Regions from separate parts of the Gossypium hirsutum genome. Here all the other regions are linked to region 2. A link is a contact called in public Hi-C data. All regions are on one chromosome and are shown on one strand. Each heading gives the region's core, a stretch centred on a gene start, on an enhancer-like site or on the middle of the called end of the contact. The rest is flanking DNA. Distances are from core to core; before and after follow the strand shown.

The links. A called contact is a pair of places that touch in the nucleus more often than the background predicts.
Region 1: a contact with region 2 is called in a Hi-C map of leaf, with 2.0 times the contacts expected there. The contact joins the promoter of LOC107903715 here to the promoter of LOC107893908 in region 2. A contact is called at or near these places in 3 of 34 Hi-C or Micro-C datasets (callus and leaf).
Region 3: a contact with region 2 is called in a Hi-C map of leaf, with 2.9 times the contacts expected there. The contact joins the promoter of LOC107903712 here to the promoter of LOC107893908 in region 2. A contact is called at or near these places in 14 of 34 Hi-C or Micro-C datasets (anther, callus, hypocotyl and 2 more).

Annotation. Positions count from the first base shown.
Region 1 is chrA13:43,537,867-43,542,504 of Gossypium_hirsutum_v2.1, reverse strand. It overlaps LOC107903715 (tRNA-dihydrouridine(47) synthase [NAD(P)(+)]-like), which reads left to right and starts at 1,382. Exons shown (of 10, transcript XM_041086141.1): 1 at 1,382-1,833; 2 at 1,988-2,104; 3 at 2,190-2,426; 4 at 2,543-2,786; 5 at 2,945-3,228; 6 at 3,592-3,864; 7 at 4,071-4,352; 8 at 4,483-4,603. The coding sequence starts at 1,552.
Region 2 is chrA13:43,323,201-43,327,769 of Gossypium_hirsutum_v2.1, reverse strand. LOC107893908 (auxin-responsive protein SAUR50) reads left to right here and starts at 1,467. Exons shown (of 1, transcript XM_016819054.2): 1 at 1,467-2,256. The coding sequence starts at 1,596. The coding sequence ends at 1,910.
Region 3 is chrA13:43,461,237-43,465,781 of Gossypium_hirsutum_v2.1, reverse strand. It overlaps LOC107903712 (auxin-induced protein 6B), which reads left to right and starts at 2,514. Exons shown (of 1, transcript XM_016829857.2): 1 at 2,514-3,458. The coding sequence starts at 2,697. The coding sequence ends at 3,155.

The DNA.
Region 1 (4,638 bases), core at 133-2,632, 210 kb before region 2:
TAATAAATTCCTTATTCAGCCGATTTAGAATTTATATCTCATTACCGACAATAACGAATTACTATTCTTCATTCTTACTAAAGAATGGCTGTTCCGCACAACAGCGAATAGCATTTATATATATTTAAAATTTTACCCTCATCATTTCAAGTTAAACCAAGACAACTTTTGTTAAATTTGATTTGGTTTTTTCAATATCATTCTCACTACAGAGGCAATAAAACAACTTTTTCGGTTTTTTCTATTTAAGATTAGCACTAAGGATTTTAAGCCTTTAAATTTTAGGAGTTCACAACAATTAAGAAAACCAAAATGAAGACTTGGAGCGATGGAAGACCACAAAAAATGCAACGGAAGCTGAAGATTATTTTTGTAATCAAAGTTTATTGTTATTTTGTTTTTTGAAAAATCCAGTAGAAAATAAAAAAAGAAGTTACAAGAAATCTGTGATGAAATTCCATAAAGCCTTGACGATGGTTGATAGTGACAATGAGATCAGTTGCCACGATGATGAGTTAAGAATGGAAACATTCTGAACAAATCAAAGTTGGTCAATTAAATTAAATTAAAAAAAAAACCAGGTAGAACTCCAAAAAAAGAAGAAAGAGATAAAAGTAATATTAAAATAAAAATTTTATACTTTTATAAGTAGGATTTTAATAATATTTCTAAATTTTTAAATATGATTTTTAGATTTATTTTTGAAAATTAAATAAATTATTGGTAAATAATGTTATTATTATTTAATGTAAAAGGTGAAATTATTCATTTTCAAATAGTATGTTTTGACATAATATTTATAAATTTATTAAGAAATGAATAATATATTATACTATTAAGTATATTTATAATATATATTACTAAATTGTAATATTTAAATTTTCTACATATATTATTTTTATGAATTATATCAATTTTAATAATAATAGAATAATAAAAATATTATTATTTAATTTAAGGATCATAATATCGTTGAACACTTATTACTTTTCTCTTTCTTACTATCAATCTAGCCAGCTTAATACTATTACTTGTTTATTCTATTCAATCAACTAAACAATATAATATCTATTATTTTTATATTCTATTTCTACACATAATTAATACATTCCTAATTTATTCTATTTTATTAAACCAAACATGGCGATTGGATGGTAGAGTGGCTTAAGAGGTTAGACTCAAGTTCATGGTATGGCTTTAAATCTTTCTAATAATATTATCCTTTCCCTTTTAGATGAAACGACGCCGTTTGCTTTTTACTCTCCACCAAAACACGGCCTCGTTTTCGTCCTCACTCTCCTCATGAAAACGGCATCGTTTGCTTCTCAGGATAACAACGACATCGTTTTGTTTCTCACCGTCCGCGTAGTAAAGGCGCGGCACTTTTGCCCTGTGAATATGTGGTTACCCACGTTATGTACACTTACAACAACAATCCCACTGAACATAAACCCTAATCAGGAGCCACTCCTCGTTACTGGAAACAGAGCTTTAATCACTGCAGGAGATTGACAGGGAACTGAGTGCCCTCACCCAGCGAACTCGCCATCGATGGATGACTGTCCGAAAGATATCTGTGCGGTTACAGACTCTTCGACGGAAGGGGTCCCGGCTTCACAGCCGCCTTTGGACCCGAATGGAACTACTCAACGTTCACCGGAAGAGTTAGTAGCTCGAGCCATTGCACCTGTAAAGCGAGAGTTTCTTCGACCTCCACCATCCTCTAGAACCACCCAAAACAACCCCGCCTCTGACACCAACGTCAAGCAACCTCAGGCAAACGTTGTCCAGGAAAAGAAATCGAAGCGGCAACTCAAACGAGAGCGTCGTCAGGTCCCAATTTTCTTAACCTGATCTGTTTCCCTTTACAAAAGCAATTGTTATTTGCCGGCAGGGAAAAAAATCTTTTTTTTTTGTTGTTGTTGTTGTTGTAGTAGTGGAATGTAAATTGAAAAGTGATCGTTGAAGATTTGTTTTTCTCCTTCAGGAGCAAAATTCTCCTTTGAATCTATGTCCTGAGATAGCAAAGACGGGAGATGTCAATGCATGTTCTTATAAAGATAAATGTCGTTTCAGCCATGACATTGAAGCCTTTATGGCTCAGGTATTTGAATACCCATTTCCTGACTTTATAATTTGATCAAATCTTGCTAATTGGGTTTTTTTAATAGTTTTTTTTTTGTATGTAGAAACCGGCTGATCTAGAGGGTGACTGCCCATTTATAAAAGCTGATGCACCCTGCCCTTATGGTTTAGCCTGTAGATTTGCAGGCACGCATAAGGATAATGCTCCCATTGCTACTTCTAATTTATTGAAGAAAAGCTCTGAAGTCAATGGACTAAGCAAAGATGTTCAGAAGCTTTTGTGGAAAAACAAAATGCGCTTTACTAAAGCGGATGCTGTAGTTAAATCTCTTGGACTGGCGGTACAATGAAATAATTCTTTTATTGGTCCTTATTTCTTGCATTTCTGTTCATTCCATCTTGTTTTATAATCATTATGGTTTATTGTTAGTAACTTGTTATCAACGCGATAATTCAGGGGCCCAACTGGAAAGTAAAGAAGCTGGTAGATAAGGAGGAAGACGAAGTTGGTTTAGATGGTTCTCATGCTGCTGATGAGACCAATTGCAAAAAGGTGCTTGATGATTCAGTTGACTGTTCTGAGTGTCCTTCAACATTTCCAGCAGCAGTTAATGCTGAGGAGGCATGTGAAACTGATGAGTTGAGACCCTTGAAGAAGGCCAAGTTACTGGTTGATGAAAAGTGCTCTGATGAAGGGGAAGGTGATAGACTTCTTGTGGATTTTTTATTCTTTACTAATTTTTGAACTGATTAATCTAGTCTGTAACTCAGTTGTGTAAATTGACAGATGCAACTGTTTTGGAGAATGATAATGAAAAAAATTCTGCTGAAACTGAACTGGCAGATAATGTACTTGCAGAACCTGATAGGAGCCCCAAGATATGTAATTTGAAAGATGCGACTGTTCTTGAGAAGTATAATGAAAAAAAATCTGCTGAAACTGAACTGGCTGATGATGTACATGCAGAACCTGATAAGAGCCTCAAGATACACCCTCGTGAAAAGATGCTTATTGATTTTAGAGAGAAGTTGTATCTTGCTCCTCTAACCACAGTTGGGAATCTTCCTTTTCGTAGGGTTTGCAAAACACTGGGAGCAGATGTGACATGCGGTGAAATGGCAATGTGCACCAACCTTTTGCAGGTATGCATATCACAACTGCCTAGTGATTTTTGGATCAGGGGCAAACTGCTACTTTTTCCTTCCAATAAGTGTCAGAAATTGAAATAATGGGCTGCGGTTAGCCAGTTAAAGTATACCCAAGGGAACGAATAGGCATAATTTTTTTTCTCAGCAAGGCATCCCAAATAAGAAACTAGTGATGTCTTGCATTAACTGGTTTGCTATTAGAATATACATCTTGATTGGAAGCTAACAGTTAGTAGTTGAACTTCTTTTTGGCTAGCTCTTCTGGTGGCCCTTTCTTGTTTTTTACATTTGTTATTACTATAAAAGTGCTTTCTGTGCTTCATATGTTTCTCCGTGGCGCTTATCCTGTGGCAACAGGGTCAAGCTTCAGAATGGGCTCTGCTGAGGCGACATTCATCCGAGGATTTGTTTGGAGTCCAGATATGTGGGGCATATCCTGACACTGTAGCACGTACTGTTGAACTTATAGAAAAGGAGTGTACGGTGGACTTCATTGACATTAATATGGGGTGTCCAATTGATATTGTTGTTGATAAGGGTGCTGGATCTTTTCTTCTCACAAAACCATTACGTATGAAAGGAATCATTCAAGCAGCTTCTGGCACTGTAGATAAGCCTATAACTGTTAAGGTACTTGCTGGCATTTAGATTATTAGTTCATTTGTACATGCCTATGTCATTTACATGTGTGCTCAGTTGCTCACACATCTGGATCTCTTTTTTTTTTTTTCCAACTTTTGCTTGTCAATATTTCTCCTTTTTCTCTCTTCTTTACATGCACTTGTTACAACCATCAAGCAGTTTCAAGATATGTAATTGTATTTCTGTTATGCCAGGTGAGAACGGGTTATTTTGGAGGTAAAAACCGCATTGATTCGCTAATTGCAGATATTGGCAGTTGGGGTGCTACTGCAGTGACAATACATGGTCGATCACGTCAGCAACGCTACAGTAAACTTGCTGATTGGGATTATATATACCAGTGTGCTCGGAAGGCCCCTAGCACATTACAAGTTTTGGGTAATGGAGATATTTTCTCATATTTAGATTGGAACAATCGTAAAACTGACAGCCCTGAGCTTTCTACGTGTATGATTGCTCGAGGGGCATTGATTAAGGTATGTATTTAGATTTTAGCATGTTTTGTTATATTTGACATTCTATCTGCAAACGTTCCATTATTTATCATACTGCTGAATTGTGCTTTACAGAATTTCAGTCTATCATAACAACTAAGTTGCTTTGCAGCCTTGGTTATTTACTGAAATCAAGGAACAGAGGCACTGGGATATCAGTTCTCAGGAGCGGTTGAATATTCTGAAGGAGTATGTACGTTTTGGCCTAGAGCATTGGGGATCTGACAAAAAGGGTATGCAGTAATTCTTCAACAGGCGTTCCTTTTTC
Region 2 (4,569 bases), core at 218-2,717:
ATAAAAACAACTTGATTTTGCCCTTCTTTTCAGTTGGTCAACATTTTAGGATTATAAGGAAGATTCGGGTTAAGTTTGAAAAACGCAACTATATGTTGCATATTAGTATCAATTAAGACCTTCAAACCAATGTACTTACGTTTGTTCTAGTGCCTTGTTGGGGTTTTAAGGATCTGTTTTGTCATGAAAACGTTTAGGGGGTCTTAGCCTGAGGAAAACAAAAAGAAAAAACCAAATCAGACACTACATCTATTGCCATTTTGGAACACTTTGTGAGCCTCAGAACATGGAGGCATTTGAAGAATAGCAATTATTGTCTCTAAAACTATATAAAAAAATATATTTCCTTATTTTTTAAGTGGTGGAGATTTCAGACAGGACCACATTCAAAAGAAAACCCATCGGCCCTTTGGGACATTCTTTTCCAAACTGCACCCAACACTCAAGGGGCTTTTATGCCCTGGCATGTTTGGCTTAATTTCAATTTTTTTGATTAAAAATGGCTAACTGAATTGAAATGCTGACCATGTAAGGAAAAAAAAAAGCAATTCTATGATCAAAACCTGCAAATGTAACAGTAATTAAAAAACCACATGGGTTTCTGCAAAAAGCCTTTGGATACTGCATGCAGTGAAAATTTGTTGTGTTTTTTGTGCCTTTCAGACTCAGGACACAGAATCACAAGCCAAAACAATCACAAATATCCAAAACCAACAAAACTGTTGTACAGTACTCTCCAGTACACTTACAATCGGTCCCCGATTTCAGGTAGAAACACACACAGAGATGAACCAAGGCAAACTCCTTGTAAATTATAAAGAACTATAGTAAAAGGACTAAATGCATTAAAAATGCATTCTACATTGTGTTAGGAAATATATTACAAAACCAAATTGTTAGTATTGAAAGGATAAATAAATTGAGTATAAATAAATAAAATAATCCATGTGTCATTGAAGTACTGATAGATATATTTGTATAGTGAACATTATCCTCCAAAAAACAAAAAATAATAGAAGATTTTTCTGGACCGGAAAAAAAAATTCTAAAAACAGAACAGAAATTTTATTAAAAAAATAAGCACCAAAAGCGAAGCAGCAATAGCACATGTATTGGCCGTTTACTCTTAATTACTCAATATAATAAGTAATACTCTCTTACAAAATTTTTTCTCAAACTAATATGGAATTACCCGCATTGTACTACCAACACCTTGTACAAATTTTAACAAAAAAGAAAAACAAAAACATCAAGTTGCAGTGGCTATTTAATTCTACGATATCAACATTAGAAGTAGCTAAATCAGAAGATAGGGAAAGAGGGACCATTTTGTCATTAGGAGGACCAACAAAGAATAGAAATTCAAATGGGGTGGTTTGGCTCCCATCATGTCCTTTACACATATAACACACACATACATACATACCCTAATAACACCCGTGGCTTGTCCCTTTAGGGTTTGCCCCCACAGTCCCACATGACCCTTGAGGCTTAGCCTCAACTATCCATAAATAAATAACCCGCCATCTCCCCCTCCCAATCCTCCCATCCCACTACACCTTCTATTCTACTACCACTTCCACACAACAACAGCAATGGCAATTAGAAAACCATCCAAACTGCCTCAAACCGCAGTTCTGAAGCAAATCCTGAAGAAATGTTCAAGCTTAGGCAGGAAACATGGATATGACGAAGATGGGCTCCCACTTGACGTACCAAAAGGTCACTTTGCCGTTTACGTTGGTGAAAACAGAAACAGATACATCGTCCCTATCTCATTCTTGACCCACCCTGAGTTCCAATGTTTGCTTCGACGAGCGGAGGAAGAGTTTGGGTTTAACCATGATATGGGCCTTACCATCCCTTGTGAAGAAGTTGTTTTTCGCTCTCTTGCATCTATGCTTAAATGAAAATGGGAAAAAAGAATATATTGAGTTGCGAAATGAAGGGGTTCTGCCTTTGCATTTTTGGAGAAAGATGGCCAAGAGAAGCATAGCAACCATATATATTGAATAGCTAGTTTCTCTTTTTTCTAACATCATTTCTTCATTGTGATTCTTGATCCCTTTTGGGGTTCTTTCTTTTCTTTTTACTACTTCGAACCCGGGGTTTTTAATGTTTTATTAATTAGTTATTAGTGACTCTAACTAGACCTAAGAATTATAACATTTTCTGGGTCCAACCATTTGTATAAACTTGTGTTTCCTCACAAATTTTGTGAGAGAAGTTGAATGTTAAGGAAACAACCTTATTTTATCTTCCCATGCAAATCAGGTAAATATTTTCTTTATAATTATTATTATTAATTATAGCTTAGCTCTAGGTCGGGAAAAGCATAATCCTGAGTCAAACTCAAAACCAAAGCGGAGGACATGTAATGTAAGGAAAAAGAAAAAAATTAGAATCAGCAACTTGTCTGAGAATGTGGAATCACAGGTTTCTTTTGTTCAACTGTTGTTCATAAGATATTTATACTTGGGTCATTATGTTTTTTTGTTTCTTTCTTTTCATGCCTGATTAGTGAAGGAAGAATATGGGTTTAAAATCAAATGTGCTAAATTTGAAAAAACTAGAAGAACTATTCTCATTCAAATAATGATACAAAATCAATTTTTTTAAATATTTGTTTATTTCAACTACTCATTAAAATTATCTTTATTATCACATAATATAATTTGAAATAAATGTTTCATGCAAGAAATTTCCTCGAAAAAGCAAAGGCATCATGATTGCATCCATATTTCATTCTCACGTATTAGTTGACTACTGGGGTATGCTCTTTACTCCATTAATGATGATTTTATCTGATCTAATCCTCAGCCAACATTAATTATTGCATTTGATACATCGCTCTCATTCTAAATACTAACCCCTTCAATCTTTTAAATCCAAGACTTTTCACTCTCTTCGAAGGTGTATAAATTTACTATATAAGATTAATGCATCATACTTGCTTTAGAGTATTTGGCGTAACACACGCAAAAGCTTTCAAAATAATTAATTTTAATTCACTTCAATCTCCTCAAAAGTTATAAAATAGTAAAATTTATAATTCAATTATAATATTTATAAAATTACATGTGTATCATTATTTTTATTTTAAATACTTTCATTTTTTAACCTTAGTTTAATTATAATATTTCATTATTTTAAAAATGAATCAAATTTTTCATAGATTATAAATTGAGATACTCATTTAAAAAAAAGTATAATTAAAGTATGGTTATGTTCGTTTCACAATTCATGAAACTTAATTTTTTTGGTGTTCGTGACTACCCCTCCCAATATTGTTATCTTCAAGGTTTGAACCTGAGTTCTCTTCATGGGAATGCAACATGCTTTACCACTATCTTATCTTTACATTTTTCCCAAACTTCGTCCCTTAAAGTATTTGGACTCCTTCAAGTTTGGTCATTATTTTTTGTTTTAACCATCATTTGCCTTTCTCTCTTAGCCACAAAATTTATCCAACTTGACATCCACTCCTATTCAATATAACTACCTTAAGGTCAGCTACTATACCAACTTGTTCGAAACGTATAATAGTGATACTTCAAATCTTATTACTCAAGCTATCAATACATGCACTATTTAGCAGATGAAAGACACATTGTGCTTGGAGTTGATGATAGAGGAGGTGTCTTTTTTCATATTAATCCTATAATGCATTAAACATTGATGGTATGCCCAATCTATTTTGTCGTATTTTTGGCATATTGTTGGTGTTGAGGTTTTGAGTTCTATCTAGAGTTACTAAGGGTAACCTCCCTATGCACAATGTCAATAAAATTGTTATCATTCTTATCCTTAGCATTGATAACCCAAAAAACCATGATATGATTACGATAATGATGCCCGTGTGTATTAGAAATGTGCTCATATTATAGTAAACATGTAATCATTTTCTATGTATTTGAATGATGAATAAATAAATTTCACATTTCATTGTTATGTCTTTTGCATTTTTGTCTTTCATATTTTGCATGCATAGAGAAATTTTGACAAGAAAATATTAGCTCATTGATGATCGAAGTTCAAATTGATGATAAGTGGCATTGTAAAAACATTTACATTGTGAGAAAGACAACTTACTTTAGTAGATAATCTAAACGAGTCTGTAATCTTATAAAAGAATAAAAGCGAGCATTTGCTTTAAATATTGGGAAGGATTGAGGTGTAACACCCCTTACCCGTATTCGACGCCAGAACAGGGTACGAGGCATTACCAGACTTAAACACAAGCAAACATACAATTTCGAGTCATAAATTTATGTCCAGATTAAAACCATTTGCATTTTATCATAAAGTCCCTAATACGAGCCTTTGAGGCCCAAAACATGCTTTGGAAGCAGTTCGGGACTAAGCCAAGAACTTTAGAAAATTTTACGACACTTGGAAAATTTTTGCTAAAACAGGGGTCACACGCCCGTGTGGGCAGGCCGTGTGGTCACACACGCCCGTGTCCCTGACCCGTGTAACTCTCTATTTGTCACACAAGAACAAATTGAAGTCACACAACTAAGACACACACCGTGTCCGGAGGCTATGTACTTCACATGGTTGAGACAC
Region 3 (4,545 bases), core at 1,265-3,764, 140 kb before region 2:
CTGTTGAGAAATTGCAAAGATAATAAGGAATTTTGTTAAAAGGTTGTACAAATGAGCATCGAAAGATTCAGCTAGTTGGTTGGGAAACTTGTTGACAGCTCGCAAACTTAGGGAACAAAATGTAGCTAAAATTAGGCTTTAATAGGAATGCTTTTTGGGTTCAAGTTTTGAAAAAGTATAAACTGGGCACAGGGTGTCCTGATGATAGTGTATAGATCTCTTTCTTTACGACAACATTGATTGGCTACGAGATGGGTGGTGTCAAATTTGCTTGGGAGTCTGGCTTTCCACATGTTGGCAATCGGCATGTTAATCAGCGCTGGATGAAGGAGGTGTGTAATAGTGAACGGTAAGCTGGATTATCCCATATATTTAGAGATGCTAATAAGGTTAGCAAACATGTACTGAAGCATTATCAGGAAAAAAGATTATCCCATATATTTGCACTACTCCTCCATATCTGTAAATTTATATCAATGGTTACTCAGAATGATTGAGTTAAGTCTTTTATCTTCAAAAGTTTTGGTGCTTACTTAATCCCTCCCAAAATTTTCGCTCTTTTTACTTTTTTTAATGGATAGTGGGATTCCTTTATTATGATTGAAATCATTCTTCAAAATTTTATAAAATTGAGATCTGATTTACTAATAAAGCTGTTTAGAACTTAAAAAAAAAAAGATAATAATAAAAAATCTCAACTATATGTTGATGGTCTTAACCTCCGAGTTAGGTGAAAAATGAGATGTGCAGCAAAGACAAAGTGGAAGCTAACCTGAAAAGATTCAACTGGTTTTAGTTTAATATAGTAAAACTGAAAGTTGCCTTTGCTTCACCCTTCAACCAAACATCATTCCACGCTTCTTCTGCTAATTTTATTTGTCTATAGAAACAGATACCCATAGAATAAGTTTGAAATAAAAGCAGGCCCCAGCATATATTCCCTAAATCTTGGATTATTGCTTATTTTAATCAGGATTACTGCCTTAAAACAAAAGCTAGCGAGGGAGACAAAACATGAAACGGCCACAGCATGTTTTCTTTATAATTGCCTTCTTTTCATCATAGTTTTTTTTTGGGGGGGGGGGCGTAGATGATGAACATTGTTGTTTGCTCATAATTCATATAAATATCATCTTGTAGCTAGCACAGGCAACCAGTTATGATTTAATTAATTAACTCTATATATATTGTTAGTGGAAAATAATGTAGTTGCATGGAGGAGGTTAGTAGTAGGATTTTGACATGATACAAGGTTTTTGTATTTTAAAGACACACAGAATCTAATCCAATCATATCATTATAACTATCAACCAAATGTCAAAAAGGGTTACAATACTTAAAATAAAAAATAAAAAAATCTCATATTAGTTCACTTTTTAAAAAGTTCTCTGCTTTTTTTTTATTAAATATCAAGTATTTATTTATTTTGTTTCATCTTCCCTTTAAACTTGTTTTTTTTATATTAATAACTTATTTAAGGCTAAGTTAAAAATTAAAAGTTTGTTTTATTTATATAAAAGTAATTAGAATATTTTTTTTCACTTTATTTATTCCTTGTATATTTTTCTCTACTTCTCATGCAATTTTTATTAAAATTAATATAAAAAAATATGTACAATAAAAAACTCGGGATCATGAGCAAAATTAGGAAAGTCTCTTTTTACATTTTTAATTATATACTCCTACTAATATATTTTTCTTTCTTTTATTAATTTAGCTCATATTTTTTTTATAAACTACCAAGTTTATTAAATTATTAATGAGTTTATATTTTGGTCACTTAACTTCAAAAAGCTAAAATTGATTACTGAAATTTTCAAAAGTTTTGGTTTAAGTCATTAAATTATTTGGAAGATTTTATTCAAGTCACCGGATTATTAAGTATTTTTCTTTTTAAAAGTCTAACTAGTAAGTTTCAAGCGATAGTTCCACAATCGATACGGTGGATCAATACGCTCGACAAGTATAATAACATACATTAACTCTAAGTTAATTTGACAGTCAATGTTGAAAATTAGAGAAGAAAACTGTTTGAATTTTGCTTCACAAATTAGCAACATTAAAAATTGTTTCATGAAAAAAAATTAAACTATAAAAGAGAAAGGGAATGAGATGTTTCGATTGGTGTAGACAATGTGATAAAAAAAAAGTCATATAACAACAATTTTAATAGCCTAACAACTTAAATGATCAAAATATAAATTTACCTTAAATTTAATTTATCAATTTCTTTTCAATTCAATTGAAGTCCACACAAACGCTATGAAGATTAATAATTATTTCTCAATTAAATTTTAAATCAGAAATTTAAATAATAATATAAATAGATAATGCACCACTATCAAGAAACTAACTAAACACTAAAGAAATTATGCTTTAATGAATTAAAAAATGGATTAAAGCTAGCTAAAGTCCCATTACCTTACTGTGGATCACATGGCCATGATACCCATGGAAACAGCAGACACAATCTCGTAATTATCTCAAAGTCCAAGGGCAATATCTCTTATCCTTGACCTTATAATACCTCCCTCCGCCCTAAACTTTTAACTCACAAGTAAATTTTATTTTTTCTCACGCCACCGAAGACTTCCTTCTTCTACTGCACTTTTTTTCTTTCTCTCACTTTCTCGGAAAGTATTCTCTTTTCCTTTTAACGTTCCTTGCTCATTTTCTGTCACTTCCTTGGGAAAAGAATGTATCACGGAATGGGAAAATGCCAGAAAATTCGTCAGATAGTTCGGATCCGACAAATGCTGAAGCAGTGGCGAAGGAATGCCCGGATAACGGCCAACAACAACAATAACGGACACGCGCCGTCAGATGTTCCTGCTGGACACGTGGCGGTCTGCGTGGGCACCAGTCTCAGGAGATTTATCGTACGCGCGACGTACCTTAACCACCCCATGTTCAGAAAACTCCTGGTACAAACTGAAGAGGAGTACGGTTTCAACAACGTTGGACCGTTAACCATCCCATGCGACGAGTCGTTGTTCGAGGAGATTCTCCGAGCCGTATCCCGATCCGACTCGGGCCGGTTCTCCACATTCGAGGTTCTTCAGAGATGCTGCCAAGTCGGCATGAAGAATAAACTCGGGGGTTTAGGCGAATCTCGACCGTTGCTTCATGGGGTCGCCGATAAATCAGTGTACTAAAAGCTAATGCAAGCATATAATAAAAACGACAGATCCTCCTTGGTTGACTCAACCAGAGTTGGAAGCGCTAACAGTTTTACTGAGTTGATTAGGTTTCATTATGATTTATTAGAGTGATTAGTGGGTAATTTTGAAGTTCTTTTCCTTACAATGATTATGAAGGAGATGGCAAAGAGGGATTGTTTTTACCGAGTCATCCCGAGTGGAAAAGAGTGACGAAGCTTAAGCATAATTTATTTATTATTTCCATATTGTAAATCCAATGACTTTGAGTTATTATTTTTTGAAATTTTAGAGATATTATATATAATTTGTTTTTTTTTAATTTTTATTTTTTTGTGAGAGAATATAATATAAATTGTAATTTATATGAGCATTGCAATTTTTTTTAAAATTTTTTTTATAGTTTCACTTATATAAAGCTACAAGGTATACATTATAATTGCAAATGATGGGTTGAACCTTTTAGCATTGCAATTTTAGATACCCACAATGCAATTATCATTAAAAGAGGTTAAGAGAATAATACTTTAAAATGGAACCACAATGCTTAAGAATAAATAATTTTTGATTCAATTAAAATAAATTTATAATTAGTAAGAATATACAAAATTTATCAAACTTGCCTGGTGAAAATTTCAAAATTAAATGGTTAAGATCCTTGGTGTTTGAAATTGAAGTTGGATAATGATGATGTATATTGACAAAAGGAAATTTAGTAATGGTACGAGATGCTAAATGTTGTTTTCCATTATAGTAAAAAGTAAAAATTGAAATGCTCAGACAGACGTAACTTTCTAATCCTATAGTGGAACCTTTATAAAGGGAAGATAAGATTAATGTATTAATTAGCTGATGAAAAAGTGTGGAAAAAGAAAAAAAGTGATGATAAGGAAAATGAAATTTGATATTATTACTTTTTCTAATAATCATGGAAATAGCAATGTGATTCATCCAATTACAATTATGCTATTTGGGTGGTTAGGTTATTCATCAAATCACCCTGCCTTTTTGTTACAACATGGAATGAAAGGTATCACGATTTACATGTAAAGGCTGTAAGGAGTCGTTGTAATGGGTGTGATTTATATCCAATTTGTGCTCACAGTCGTTAATCTTGGTACATGATACCCTTCATCAGAGTGGCTTTAATAGATATATCCAAGCTTGAGGTGGGCTCCCTTTCATGATGACTTATGTTGGGTTAGATCAAAATGGGTTTGATTTGACCTTGTAACATGAGGAGTGGGCTGGATGTAATTGCTTTCGGGGTTGATAAACTTGCAGCGTTACAATCATTAAATGAAATTGGATTTGACATGACAAATCCCTTGATGACACTTTGGCATCGCCTATCAAGTTATCTGTGCTGGCATGTCATCTTGGAAGT